4 separate regions of the Mus musculus genome follow, and regions 1, 3 and 4 are each linked to region 2. Evidence: chromatin contacts called from public Hi-C, HiCAR-type and promoter capture Hi-C data. All regions are on one chromosome and are shown on one strand. The core of a region is the stretch at or near the end of the contact, and the rest is flanking DNA. Distances in the headings are between cores, read along the strand shown. Region 1 holds the start of 9030404E10Rik (RIKEN cDNA 9030404E10 gene). Region 2 holds the start of Ccdc50 (coiled-coil domain containing 50). Region 3 holds the start of Atp13a4 (ATPase type 13A4). Region 4 holds the start of Opa1 (OPA1, mitochondrial dynamin like GTPase).

Region 1 (3,261 bases), core at 346-2,845, 2.7 Mb before region 2:
TTTCTTTCTTTCTTTCTTTCTTTCTTTCTTTCGTTCTTTTTTTTTTCTTTTTTGTTTTTTCGAGACAGGGTTTGTCTGTGTAGCCCTGGCTGTCCTGGCACTCACGCTCTAGACCAGGCTGGCCTCGAACTCAGAAATCCTCCTGCCTCTGCCTCCAAAGTGCTGGGATTAAAGGCGTGCGCCATCACTGCCCGGCGCCATTATTTCTTTAAACACAGTTGAAATAACAAATTAAGACTTTTAATATCTGATTGGGTCAACAGAAAGCCACAGGTCTTTCCTTTCTGTGTTGGGGGGGCAAACCCAAGGCCTCACACATGCTAAATCCTGGCTCTCTCACTGAACAGTCACAGTCCTGTACCCGCACAGTGGATGGCACAGTACTCAGCCCATTACAAGCTGTTGCAGAAACCGGCCACGTACAGAGAGTTCTGCTCTGGCTGTTAAACTGTCACTGGTTCTGTTCTGGGATGCTGCTCTTTTTCATTTTGGCCGTATTTGCACTTTAGCATCAGAGGCGCATGCCTTGCCTGGCCTTGTGGAATCGAGGAATCCCATAGCTACTGTTCTTCATTACAGTGACTGAGAGTGGGCTTCACCTATCACAAAGCAAACTTCCAAATAACGGCTGAGTCGGGGAGTGCAGTGTCCCCCATGTATCATAGGAGTCTTAGGCCTCTGATCTTCTGCCCAGCAGTTGTGAGTCTCCCTATTCAAACAACTGCACACATAGAATTAGAGGGCTGCTTCTAGAAACCCTGGTGAATAGCAACCAGCAAGAGACCATTCTGATTGGTGGTGGAAGTGAAGGGCCAGTGAGGGACAAGTCCCTGAGCAGGTGACTTATTCCAGGAATCCACTAGGGAACAGACAATAAGGAACCACTCCATTCTGGTGACACCAGAGGAACCAAGGGCAGTGACTGCTTCCCAGAGCCCCTTAGTCAGCAGGGTGGGGGGTGGAGGGGGGTGGTGGTGGTGGGGTAAATACAATCCACTCTCAAGGGGAGAAAGCTGGGAGAAATTCATTCCAGTCTTCCTCTGGTATGCACTAGGGAGCTCAAGTGTCCTCTCTACAGAGTTGTGAAGGGCCTTCTGGATGGCTGGGACCACAGGAGAGTGGCATTGTACCTGACTCACTGTCTTTAGCAGGCCAGGCGATCTGAAATTTAGCCCATGTTAATTTCAGCATGTCTGTCCTACCTGGAACACAGGTCTTCCCTCGGCCTTCTCTGTAAGAACTGTGTTCAGAAAAATGGACTAATGTGACTTTGAATTGGTTGGAGAGAGCATCAGCTAGACTTTTATCATACTGGATGTCTGTTAACTGAGAGCAAATTGTGTGTGCTGCTGGCTGGAGGGCACACCGTAGTGGAGAAGCCGAGAGCTAAAAAAACAAAACAAAGCAAAGAACCCTACTTGTTTAGGTGCGGGTGGGCTGTCAGAATAAGGGGTTGTGAGAAAAGGGGAAGGAGTAGGAAGCTAGACAGGAATGCAAAGAAGATGCAGGAGGATGAGGCGAGGCCCGCGGCTGCAGGGAGTGGCCCATTCTGAGGTTGGTTTTGTCACGTGCCTTTGCAGAACCAGCCCACGGAGGGCCATTCTGCTTTGACACGGGCATGGCCCTCTGACAAGGTGGCTCTAGAGAATGAGCCTGTCTGCTCCTCCCCCACCCTCTAATGGGCTCTCCTGGGACTGCAGTGCAGAGCCCCTCCCTCCATGAGGAAGTCAGTGCTGTGAGGTGCAGCAGAACACCTGGGACCCAGTGACAGTGACTTGCTATGCGCCCTCTGGGTAAGTTATTTCTTCTCCCTGGCTCCTTCCTCTTTCAGAACTGGAGAGGACTCCTTGTAGCTATAAAGGTTTGATGGTGATTACTGCAGAACTGCAGTGTGTGTGTGTGTGTGTGTGTGTGTGTGTGTGTGTGTGTGTTAGGCTTGCTGTTTAACAGGGTGCTAAGGTGGCAGGGAAGCCATCCTTCCCTCTCCCCCCCCTCCCCGCCCCCCCCAGCTCCACACGTGTGTGTGTGTGTGTGTGTGTGTGTGTCTCTCATTACTGTCAGGAGGCGTTAAGATGGCCCCATGGAGATGAGAACAAACCCCTTAATTAGGCACTGTTCCCACATCTAGAGAGGAACCAGCCTGGGCCCGGCTGCTCTGGCATTGTGGGGAGCCTAGTCCGTGGGGGCAGGAGGGGGCAGGAGGGGGCAGGAGGGCACAGGAGGGCGCAGGAGGGGGAGGCTGCGGCCAGGGCATCTGAAGGACTCAGCAGGTTTACACTTCGCTGACCTGATGGATGAATGGGGCCCTGTCCACCCACATGGGGTCTGGAATCTTCAATTACGGCAATTACATCAACAGGTCGGAAGGGCAGCACTTTCCACTGAAGAGGTTCAGGGCTTTAAAGAAAAATCCTAAAGCCACCGTTTTCCCTGCTTTCTTTTAAAGGGACTAGGCTGATCAAAGACGACCCCCATCTCCAGTCTAATTGGGCCATAGGTAGAAAAGAAAGACACGGCCGAGTTTTCTGTGAGAGGTGGCTGCCATACGCTCGCTCACCTCTGGACTCCTGGCTCCTCTCCTATTCAGGTTTGTGTTTGTAGACCCTGGTTGCCCATGCTTTGCACTCCGCATCTTTCTGAGGATAAGACCTGGAGCCTTCCCCTCTGAATCTCCCAGCATGCATCGCAGTACAATCAGGATGCGTCTGGACTGAGGTCAGAAGGATGGATGCCATGGAAAGGTCATTTTAGTCTTTCTGATCATGTTTCCCCCTTCAGTAAAATCAGCATACTACTGTCCACCTGTCTTTGCTACAGTCCCAAAGGGTCCAGCTGCAACCACATACCCCAACTAATCCAGCATTTTCTTTTTCCTCAGACACCTGTTAGGTAGTTAAACTGAAGGGAGGTTCTTGCCTCAGCAGCAAATGGGTGGTCCCTGAGAATTTGCTAGAAGTGTAGCTCTTGGGCCTAACTCTAGGTAAGTAGGAATCTGCCTCTTACTTACCAAGCTCTCCAGGAAAACTGTGGACACATTAAAGCCTAAGGAGGGCTTTTGTGGACTGAAACTTGACACACTGAGCATGAGGGAGCCGGTAGGAGGGAGCCTGTAGCTCATTTTCATCTGAAAACGAAGATTTATTCTTTCCTACACGAGGGATGCTTTGAGGCCCGGAATGAAGCAGTTTATCATTGCAAAGGTATTTCATCCAGCTAGTGGGTCATTCAATTGACGGACATTTGCTAAACAGCACTGTAAGG
Region 2 (3,098 bases), core at 565-3,064:
CACGGCACCACAATATCCAGAATGAAAACCAAAGTAAACATAGGAAAACTTGTAGAGCTGGGGGGTGAAAAAGACTCTTGCAGGCCTAGATGGAAAGTGGGGAACTCCTTGAGAAATAAGATATTAGCACAAGTTAGGCATGTCTCGGTTAAAAAAAAAAAAAAAATGAAAAGACCTCAGGGTTTCAAAGCGTACACAAAAAAGTTCTTTCCAGGTCACTAGCACAGGTGGAAGGCTGGGGAAGTCACAGCACCTCAACACTGAAGCTTTGCACCTCAGGTCAGGTTTTGTTTGAACTCCAGTATCAGCAACACCCACCATCAATGAAAGTACTACCAAGGGAGCACTTTGTCTTCAGACAAAACCAACACCTTTGCGCACAAAACCCATATCCAAAAGCAAGAGGGGAGCTCTACAGCTGGCCTCCAGGTGAAGAACCGATATGTCTTCCCAGTGGCTCCTTAGACTCCATTAACTAAAAACTGTAATAACCAAAGTCAAGTTAGGGACAGAAACGATGGAAAAATACCAAGACCAAAAGCTCAGCCTGAAGGCATTATTACTCTTTAGAAACAATGGAGTAGATCCAAACCTACTACAATTTAAACATAAAATCATTGACTCCTAGCCACGGTGCTTCTCTGAAACCCTAGGACAGATGCAGCCAAGTAGTCACTAATTGTCTTGGGATTTCCAAATTGGCCAGAGCGAGACCATCTGAGTCACTTGAAATTGGCAATGAAGCCTAAAGTCTCAAGAAAGGAAAAACTCCTTCACTTACACAACACACACATCCCAGTCCCAGACCGTGTTGGCCACAGATCTCTGGTGAAACAAAAGAGATCCACAACAAAGACCCCCCCCCCACCCCCCTCAGAACTTATGGCTTTAAGAGAGAGCACTCTTGAACGTTCTAGGTGTTGTCATAATGGAAGTCCAGTGCTTCCCAAGAAGGGAAAGACAGAGTGACAAGAAGATGAGCCAGTAACCAAAACAATAAAAATGCTAGGCCCCGGGGAGGGGAGGAGAGATGAAGTAAGCTAGGCCTGGCCAGTACTAGTCAATCTTATTTTCCTGGACTTCAATATAGCAGCCATGGGGGGCAACGGGGGTAACAGGATCACAAGCTCCCACCCACTCCAGCCTGGTCTTTATTAAAATGGAAGTGGGGAGATCATCTTTATAGGGGCTTGAGGTCCACCATTCAAAGCAATGCCAACCCTAAGATTTTCAACATTTTTGAAGCTAAGAGCCAGCCAGACACTAGACTAGGAAGAAGAAGTGGGAGAAGGGAGGAAGGGAGAGAGGAGGGAAAGAAAGGAGGAGGGAGGTAGAGGATAGAAAAGAAAAGAAGGAGGGAGAAGAGAGGAACAGAAGGAGAAGAGGAGGGAGAGGGTCATGTTTCAAAACAAAGGCTCCACTCCACTCGGAACGCCACCCCCTGGCCTGGGCCAGCCTGGAAGGGCTGGGATTTCTACATCAAGCGTCCACAGGGCAGAACAAGGCCGCGCGGCCAGGCGAGGGCCTCCCGCAGCCGCTGGCGGACCGAGCCAGCCCGCGGCGCTCCTAGCCCGCCCCGCGCCGCGTGCCCCGCGCAGCCCGGCTCCCCGGAGCCCGCGAGTCCCGACCTACCTTCCTTCACGCCCGGCAACTTGGACTGATCTACACTCACGTCGGCCATGGCGGCCGCTGGGCCTCGGGCGCGCGGAGATCACGGCGCACGCCCACCCCGCGGGCTGGCCCGGGTGGACGCCGGACTCTCCCGGGCCGGAAATGCACCGGAGTCCAGTACGGAGGGAGAGAGGTGCCAGAAAGGCGGCGGCGGCGGCGGCGGGGGGCGGGGGCTGCAAGGCTGCACCGCACGCAGAGGCGTGCGAGCCAGACCGCCTCCCCTCGCCTATGTGCCTGCCGCGCCCAGCCCAGGCCACAGCTCTGCGGCCTGAAGGCCGGGACCCCAAGGCTGCACCTGCCAGCTAGGCGCCGCCGGGACAGAGCCTATCTGCGCTCCACTCTGAGATTTAAGACTTGTGTAAAGTGCTTATTGAGTGCCAGGCACCACAAATCCTTATATCTGGGATTAGTGGGCATATACATACATACTTACAAACATACATACATACATACATACATACATACATACATACATACATGTGTGTGTGTGTGTGTGTGTGTGTGTGTGTGTGTGTGTGTGCTTTATATTTCTTTTTTTGTTTTGTTTTTTTGTTTTTAAAGAAACCAGAATACAAGACACTGAATTAAATTCTGGGCCCTTCTGGAAACGGAATATTCACAACCAGCAGGGAGAACTGAGTCACTCAATCAACAAAAAACTATAAATGTCTACCAGATCGGATGTTCAGTTTCGGGGGTGGAGGGATTGTGACAGAGACTTGTATGGGCTTCCCCTTCCAGCATGCCACTCACTGGTCTATAATTCTGACATTTGTGTTTCTCTGAAATGAGCGACTTTTCGCGTTTCATCCTATGGATCAGTACAGATTCATGCTCCTTTAGGAACTGTCTCTTCCCCTAAAGGAAACATTCCAGTCCTAAACTGGGTTTTCACTAATCTTATCTTTCAGTCCATTAGTCCACAAACCATGCATATTTATCAAAGAATGGGTGTGAGATCAAAACCGGTGGAGCAGAATACCTCCCTAGGCTTGCTACATAAAGGGTAGAGTAGCAAATTAGTATCTGTTTCCTGAGTGGGCGGCCACTCTCACTAGCAGACAATGAAACTAAACTGAAGATAAGCAAAGATAGGAGAAGGCGGAGAAGAGGGCAGTTTCTGATGGAAACACAGTAGCAAAGCACAGTTCCTCCTCAGAGTTAAGCTTGTTGGCAGGATCATTGAACTCTGGAATGTCAGCCCAACATCTTGTCAAAGTTCAACGTGTCACTTCAGCCACTGGCTTAAACTGGCTTCCCATCTCAGCTCAGACTCCTAGTGTGAGAGGTCAGGAGGAAGTGGTATGATTTTTAACTTGACACTAAAATTGGTTAGCAAAAACTAAGATGTAAATGAGAGCAAAAATTAGATCAGAAGTTGGCAAGCTGCTACCCACAGGCCAAACCCAGCCCGCTGAAACCCCGTG
Region 3 (3,335 bases), core at 417-2,916, 2.2 Mb before region 2:
CTCTCTCTTTCTCTCTCCCTCCCTCCTCCATCTCTCTGGTGTGTGTGTGTATGTATGTATGTGTGTGTTCTTTTTTTCACAATCTCAATCTCAATCTCTCTGGGTTACTTGTGTTAAGCTGGTCAGATCAGTGCCATCTCTTCACTTAGCTGGAAGGGACAGTGTGTGGACAGTCACTACCCTATACTGAACATCTATCTTCCCGGGCACTGTTCCTCAAAACATAGCTCCAAGGGAGATTTTAGTGTCATTTTTCTTACATAACATGTAAGCAGATAGAGGTCATTGGATACTATGTAGCCTGCTGTATCACAAGGTCGCAAAGATGACACTTGGTCAAACCCAAATTCGAAGCCAAGTCCTCCAACTTTGAAGTACGTGTCCTTAACCAGTGTGCCGACTGAGGCTAAAACCAACGTTTAAACATGGTGAGAGCCCTTGGTTAGTGCTGTCAGCACACCTTCCCAGCTCCACACTCCCTCCCTCAATGGTCCTTCCAGGTATTTCCGGGCAAGCCAAAGTCAGCTCTTGTAGATCAACGACTATACAACAAGACTGGCTCAGAGACGCGTGGCTGAGAGTTCTCCACTTCTGCTTCTCTACACAGGGACTCCCCACAGTTATCTCAGACCAGCTTGCAGGATAAAAGTGCACCTCCTAGTAGACTTATTATGTATTTGAGTCCTTACATCAGCCCCAGAATAACAATTGTGACTTTGTCATTTTATCTTTCTATGATAAAACTAATTTTTGCACAACTTGTGTGTAAATTAAAAAAAAACAAACAACAACCTTGAATTTGAGAGGCTGGGGAGATGGCTCAGTGGTTAAGAGCACTTGCTGTTTCTCCAGAAAACCTGGGTTTGATTCCCAGCACACAAATGGTGGCTCACATGCACCATCTATAATTACAGTTCTACAGGATCTTCTGTCTGCTGAGGGCACCGGGCACCGGGCACCGGGCACCGGGCACTGGGCACCGGGCACACACGGTGCATAGACATACATACAGGCAGAACATCTATATACATAAAATAAAAAAATCAAACAAATGTCCCCTTCCCCAATTTTTTTTTTTTGTTTGTTCACTTAAATATTTTGTTTCTGGGCAATTGTAAGTGTTTATTCACGAACATTTGAGCTAAAAAAGAAGCCTGGAATAGGTTGATTATACTTCTATGGCTTTAGTATACGTTTTTTCAAGAATAGCAAGCCTAATTCTATGCACACATTAAGTAGAATACTTTGTGTGTGGAAAAAGCAAATGAGATTATAAATATCTGTCGAGGTGGATTATGAATAATCTGTATCATTTGTAAACAAAACGAATGAGACCTGTACTAAAACCCTATGGACTGGGGACTCCAACTAAGCAAATGAAAATCCTAGCTCTGTTTGTCCTGTTTCCCCAGCTTCTGGGAATAAAACAGCGACCTGGGAGTTCTTGAGCCCGCTTCTGCAGAGGGTCCTGCCAACACCGCATTGTCTTGCTGGATTTGCAGTCAGATGCCTTACGCTGGCAGGCTGTGGGCAGGCAAAGAGTGTTTTCCCCTGTAAGTTGGGTACAAAAAGATCGGCATGGGAGCGGCTTCCTCTGAGACAGCTGCTTTGAGAGAATGCAGAAGCAAGGAGCAGCCAGAAATTCCTCCTGGCACAAAGTGCCCCGGGGGAGGAGTCCACTTCGCTAAATATTGTCATTTGCTGAAAGAAGGTGTGTGCTCAAGGAGTTTTTAACCTGGAAGATCATTAACTCTTTCATCCAGCGGTCCGGAGGCGTCTCTGGAGTGGGTCCTGAAAGCGGCTGCACACAAGGGTCAGGGAGCAGGAGTGGAGCGTGTTTCCATGGGTGACCACCTTGAGAAGAGCCAGCATGCTTTACTCAATGAAGGGGACGAGAATGAGATGGTAAGTTCCCAGCCCCTTCTTCTCATCTCCTTTCCCTAGCTTCGCACACACACACGCGTGAACTCATTCCCATACTTCATTGAATGTTGACTCTGGAATTATATAAGAAGAGATAATATTCAAGCAACCTTCCTGTCCCGTGAATGTAACTCCTGACAGCATGAATTTGGTAGAATGAACACATTGTATTCATTTTCATCAAGATTGTTTTCATTGGAAGTAAGACAGAAGGGGAGAGGAACACAGAGTTGTCTGGTGATTAAGTTTTGAGTCTCTGACTGTATGGGAAGTTATGTCCATAACTCCCATTTCAACAGGTCTGTGAGAAGACTAGAGTTTTCTCTGGGTGGAAGAACTGAACGCGAAAGTCAAGGCAGCTGCATGCTGGGTCTTTGCTTCTCACAATCTTGTTGGGACTGCTCAGAAGGGAAGACACATAACACAAATATTAACAATTATCAGCCTCCACTCATTTCATTTCATCAAAAGAGTCACTGCTGTAGGGACTGGTTGCAGAAAACTGCGAGCTTCATCATCTGTTTCATTTGAGACGTTCCCCGGAATCTTGAGCTCTGTAAGAAAACCAAAGATGAGTCTGTTCTTGGTGAATCCAAAGTGATATTTCTCAATTACAATGTAATCAAGAGAGAGTCAGAGATGTGCAGTTCTGTGTAATAAGGTCTTTGTGCTAATTGTGTAAGCATAGCCTTATGCCAGTAATGATGCAATTAAAATGTGAGAGTGTGAAGCTCTCTCTATAATAGCATTTTACCTTCCTCGAATTAATATACAAATAACAAACCCGAAAGATATTTACTTGAAATGTTTTCTTGGTTAATTGCTCAAGTCCTGACTATTAAATTCTTTGTTCTAAAACTGGTCTTTCAAGTTTAATCTGCTTACCTGTTTCTATAGCAACAACTTTTTTTTTTTCTTTTTGACATTCTGGAATAGATCCCATCTATCAAAGCTCTGGAAAAAAATATTATAAAGGACTAATGGGTGCCTTAATTCAGCTGGCTTTCTTAACCTTGTCTTTCCTTCTTTCAGATGTAACTATCAATAACAGTTGCTTTCAAGACTCTAACCAAATGTCACCACAAATGACTTCCTGGCCTCATGTTGACTCATGCTTCCTAAGTATTTCCTTGAGAGACTGAAGTTGGGTCCTAATGTTGAATGCATTTACCAGAAGGCAGGGACTTCTTGCATGCTCTCTTCCTTTCTCATTTGTAATCACATACTTTCCCCTCTCTCTTCATCTTATCTGAAATACCATTATGAGTCTCCTATATTCTTGAAGGCTTGCTCCCTCCTCCCTAGCCTAATGAATGCTCTAGGTGAGGCAGTCTTGCTACTATACTAGTTCATCTTTGTTACAGAACCACCAACGACATCAGGGGTCAGCCCGGTTTTGTATTCAGCTGGAG
Region 4 (3,270 bases), core at 174-2,673, 2.2 Mb before region 2:
GAGAGATGGCTTATTGGTTATGAAGAAGGGCTAGTCTTCTAGAAGTCAGAGGTTGGATTCCCAGCACCCACATGGTGACTAACACCTGTCTGCTACTCTAGTCCCAGGTGACTGAATGCTGTTCTCTGTCCTCTGTGGGCAGCAGACACAGAAGTGGCACACAGATATACATGCTGGTGAAAGAGATACAAACATATTTTTAAAAGTTCTAGCCCGGCGTGGTAGCCCAAGCCTTCAATCCCAGCACTCGGGAGGCAGAGGCAGGTGGATTTGAGTTCGAGGCCAGCCTGGTCTACAGAGTGAGTTCCAGGAGAGCCAGGGTGATACAGAGAAACCCTGTCTCGAAAAACAAAAACAAAAACAAACAAACAAACAAAAGTTCTAGGGGCTGTAGAGATGGGTGGAAACCTTGGTGTACACTACTTCCTGTAATCAAATGTCTGAAACAATGTGCTAAGCTTGGGGGTTATTGGAACAACTTATATAGATAACATCAAATTTAGTATCAGTAAATGCATATAGCAATTCATAGAAATAAAACTACTTTGAGGTTTTCTACTTTAAAACAAGACTACAGCAACATCCGCAGCGAGACTGGAGAAGTGCATCGAAGTGGACCTCAACACTGAACAAGATCTCTGACGGGGCATCTCTTAAACACCGCCTGATATCATGCACAACACCACTCTAAATTTGACTCCAGTCAGAGGGTCAGGTAAACGGGCAGAGAGCCCTTTCCCGCGTATTATGAAAGGACATACTTTCAAGTATGCTGCTGCAAGTGCTACCAAGTAGCTGCAAGAGCAAAGTGTGCGCTGTGGCATGGCGTATGGCTGCAAGAAGGCAGTTAAATGACACGCACAGAGATACAAGGACAGAGCTAGGCCAGGCCAGAATAGCAACAATAAAAGCAACAACTAGAGACAGATAGCAGGGAGATCACAAGGACAGGGACAGGAACGATGGGCCAAGGCAGCAAAAATCTTCATGTTGAACAAGGAATGGTCACCGGCCAACTCCCGTCACTCCTTTGGGTATTCAAACATTCGCGAGAATTTTTTTAAGAGCCTCGGCCCGGCCTGAGGGTCAGTCACCTGCACATTCGGGAAGTAGTGATGGGTCAACCCTGCTGTCCAAATGGCCCAGAACCTGACATAACGGGGCCAGGTCGCAGGCCGCACTTACCAGGCCACGGCCGCCCGACCTGCTCGCCACATCCCGCCAGAGCAGACCACACACAGGCGCTGAGACGGCCACGGGGGGAACCCCGTGTCGGCCCCAGTCCGATTCCTGCTCCGACAATGACCCAGGAAGAGGCCCTCAGCAACAAGGGCATAGAGCAGCCACCGAGTCCCTCCCAATGGCGCATGGACTTCCGCAAGAGCCGGCTGGGCTCCCGTAGTCAGTCCGTCTCCGAAATAACCACCCACAGGAACGCTAGGCAGGCTGCACAAACGGGCCGCGGATGACATGCGCATGCGCGGGGAGCCACTGGGCGGGACCTGTGTAGTGCTCCTCTTCTTGGCTCCGCCCTCAAAGTGTAGGAATTTTGAAAATGAACTGGGCGGGCTGGGTGCAGGAAATCCACTGGACGAATGTTTATTAGGAGCAGCCAATTTAAGGAAATCTTTTAAAGATCATTTTCGTAGCTGAATCATATAGCCAGAAGATCGAGTATGCGAGACACCTTAGAAAGTCCGAGATCTGATTGGAAAGTGACTTCTGACATTTAAGCTGTAGGTTTGGGATAAACACATACAGTTTTATTAAGACACAAATGTTTTTGTTTTGTTTTGTTTTTTCATTCCCCCCTTTGTTGGCTTTCACCTGAATTTTAATGGCACCCATTTTATTGAAATGGCCCTTGTCAAAGTCTCTTAACAGCGCCATCTCTCCAGTAATGGCTCCTTAGTAGTATCTGCCTAAGTTCTCTTCTTAGTTTTCTTTTGATTTTCAAGACGTCAGATTCATTCTTCCTTCTCCTTGTAACCTATCCCTCCCCACTCCTCCCTATCAACCCCTCTTCGGACGTAGTTGATGTCTAGTCTCCTAGCTACCTGCTTCTCCCAACTATTATTTAATATTCAAAAGTTCCAGTTAGGTTTTGGGCCTTTTGAGTTCCTTCCTTTTTCTGGCTACATTTTCTCCTTAATAATCTAAATTATTTGTATCAATCCAAGTATCTTCTCCATCTTCAACCATTTTTGTATTTTTTTAAAGAGAACAGGGACTCAAAACAGGAATATTGCCAGTGAAAGATTGTGAAGTCGATTAATGGTGTTATTGGAAAAAATCAGATAGTCTTGTACTTTATTTCACTTCAAGGATACATTCCTTTCACTCGTCTCCCTTCCCCTGTCTCTGTCAGTCTCTCTCTCTCACACACGCACATGAAATACACACCACCACCAGCACCCCAAATAAATTGCTTTTTATCTAATTATCAAAACCATAAATCAGAATCCATCTAGTCACAATAGTGGCAAGTATATAAACGCAACTGTCTGACAGTAAACGTTCTGATTGCAGGACTTGAGGAATATATTTACTGTGATGACTGTCTCAATGATAGCTGTAGATAGAAACCTTCTATAAAGCCTAACCAGTATAAACCAAACTAGAAACCAGTTTAAACCCCAACTTTTTCTAGTATTGAATAAAAAATGCATTTGTTATTGTTGCTTCCTAATTCTTGTTGGAAAACACAAAAGGGAGAAGTAAGTGACGGCTGCTTCCATGTGTAATGTGTCTTTGCAGTTTACAAAGCCCTTGCTTTATAATTCCACTTCTAGGCTGGGACTATGTGTAACTTATGTCTACCATTGTATTAGATAGCAAAATAGAGTTAGCATGAAAGTCTCTAGATAGTAGCTAATTAAGTGAATTACATTCACACTAGTCACAAAACCTATGAGCTCTCAGTATCCAAATAGAGAATAATATCTGAAATAGATTGCCCTAATTTGAAATGGCTTTAATCTAGGTTTTTGTTTTGTTTTAACTTCACAATGCTGTCAAAGAAATGTGAAGAAGAAAATTCAATAGAAGCCATGCATCCAATACTTGTTTCAACCAGCCTGTTTTCTATATTTAATATATTATCTAATAAGGGTGATTTACTCAATCCCATATAAAATAGGCCACTTGACTGCTAATGTATCTGTTGTAAGCATGTTTAAGGTTAGAGGGCTAGACTGAGGTAGGAAGTTTGGGATATGGGTGTGCCTCAAGTGAGACTTTCAAGTTATAATGGGTTTATATGACATCCAC

What was found. Promoter capture Hi-C pulls out the DNA fragments that hold promoters and counts their contacts. A called contact is a pair of places that touch in the nucleus more often than the background predicts. HiCAR-type assays count read pairs that join an accessible place to other places.
Region 1: a Hi-C map of B cells shows a contact between it and region 2, with 5 read pairs. The contact joins the promoter of 9030404E10Rik here to the promoter of Ccdc50 in region 2.
Region 3: a contact with region 2 is called in a HiCAR-type map of astrocytes, with 7 times the contacts expected there. The contact joins the promoter of Atp13a4 here to the promoter of Ccdc50 in region 2.
Region 4: a contact with region 2 is called in a promoter capture Hi-C map of liver, with 3 times the contacts expected there. The contact joins the promoter of Opa1 here to the promoter of Ccdc50 in region 2. A contact is called at or near these places in 4 of 39 promoter capture datasets (the 3T3-L1 cell line, hippocampal neurons and liver) and 2 of 115 datasets of contacts at active chromatin or transcription factors (pro-B cells and stem cell-derived anterior neural progenitor cells).

Annotation. Positions count from the first base shown.
Region 1 is chr16:30,037,813-30,041,073 of GRCm38.p6, reverse strand. 9030404E10Rik (RIKEN cDNA 9030404E10 gene) reads left to right here and starts at 1,595. Exons shown (of 4, transcript NR_045878.1): 1 at 1,595-1,793; 2 at 2,447-2,587.
Region 2 is chr16:27,387,672-27,390,769 of GRCm38.p6, reverse strand. Ccdc50 (coiled-coil domain containing 50) reads right to left here and starts at 1,814. Exons shown (of 11, transcript NM_026202.4): 1 at 1,633-1,814. The coding sequence starts at 1,681.
Region 3 is chr16:29,539,814-29,543,148 of GRCm38.p6, reverse strand. It overlaps Atp13a4 (ATPase type 13A4), which reads left to right and starts at 1,666. Exons shown (of 30, transcript NM_001164612.1): 1 at 1,666-1,905. The coding sequence starts at 1,843.
Region 4 is chr16:29,577,487-29,580,756 of GRCm38.p6, reverse strand. It overlaps Opa1 (OPA1, mitochondrial dynamin like GTPase), which reads right to left and starts at 1,423. Exons shown (of 29, transcript NM_133752.3): 1 at 1,186-1,423. The coding sequence starts at 1,217.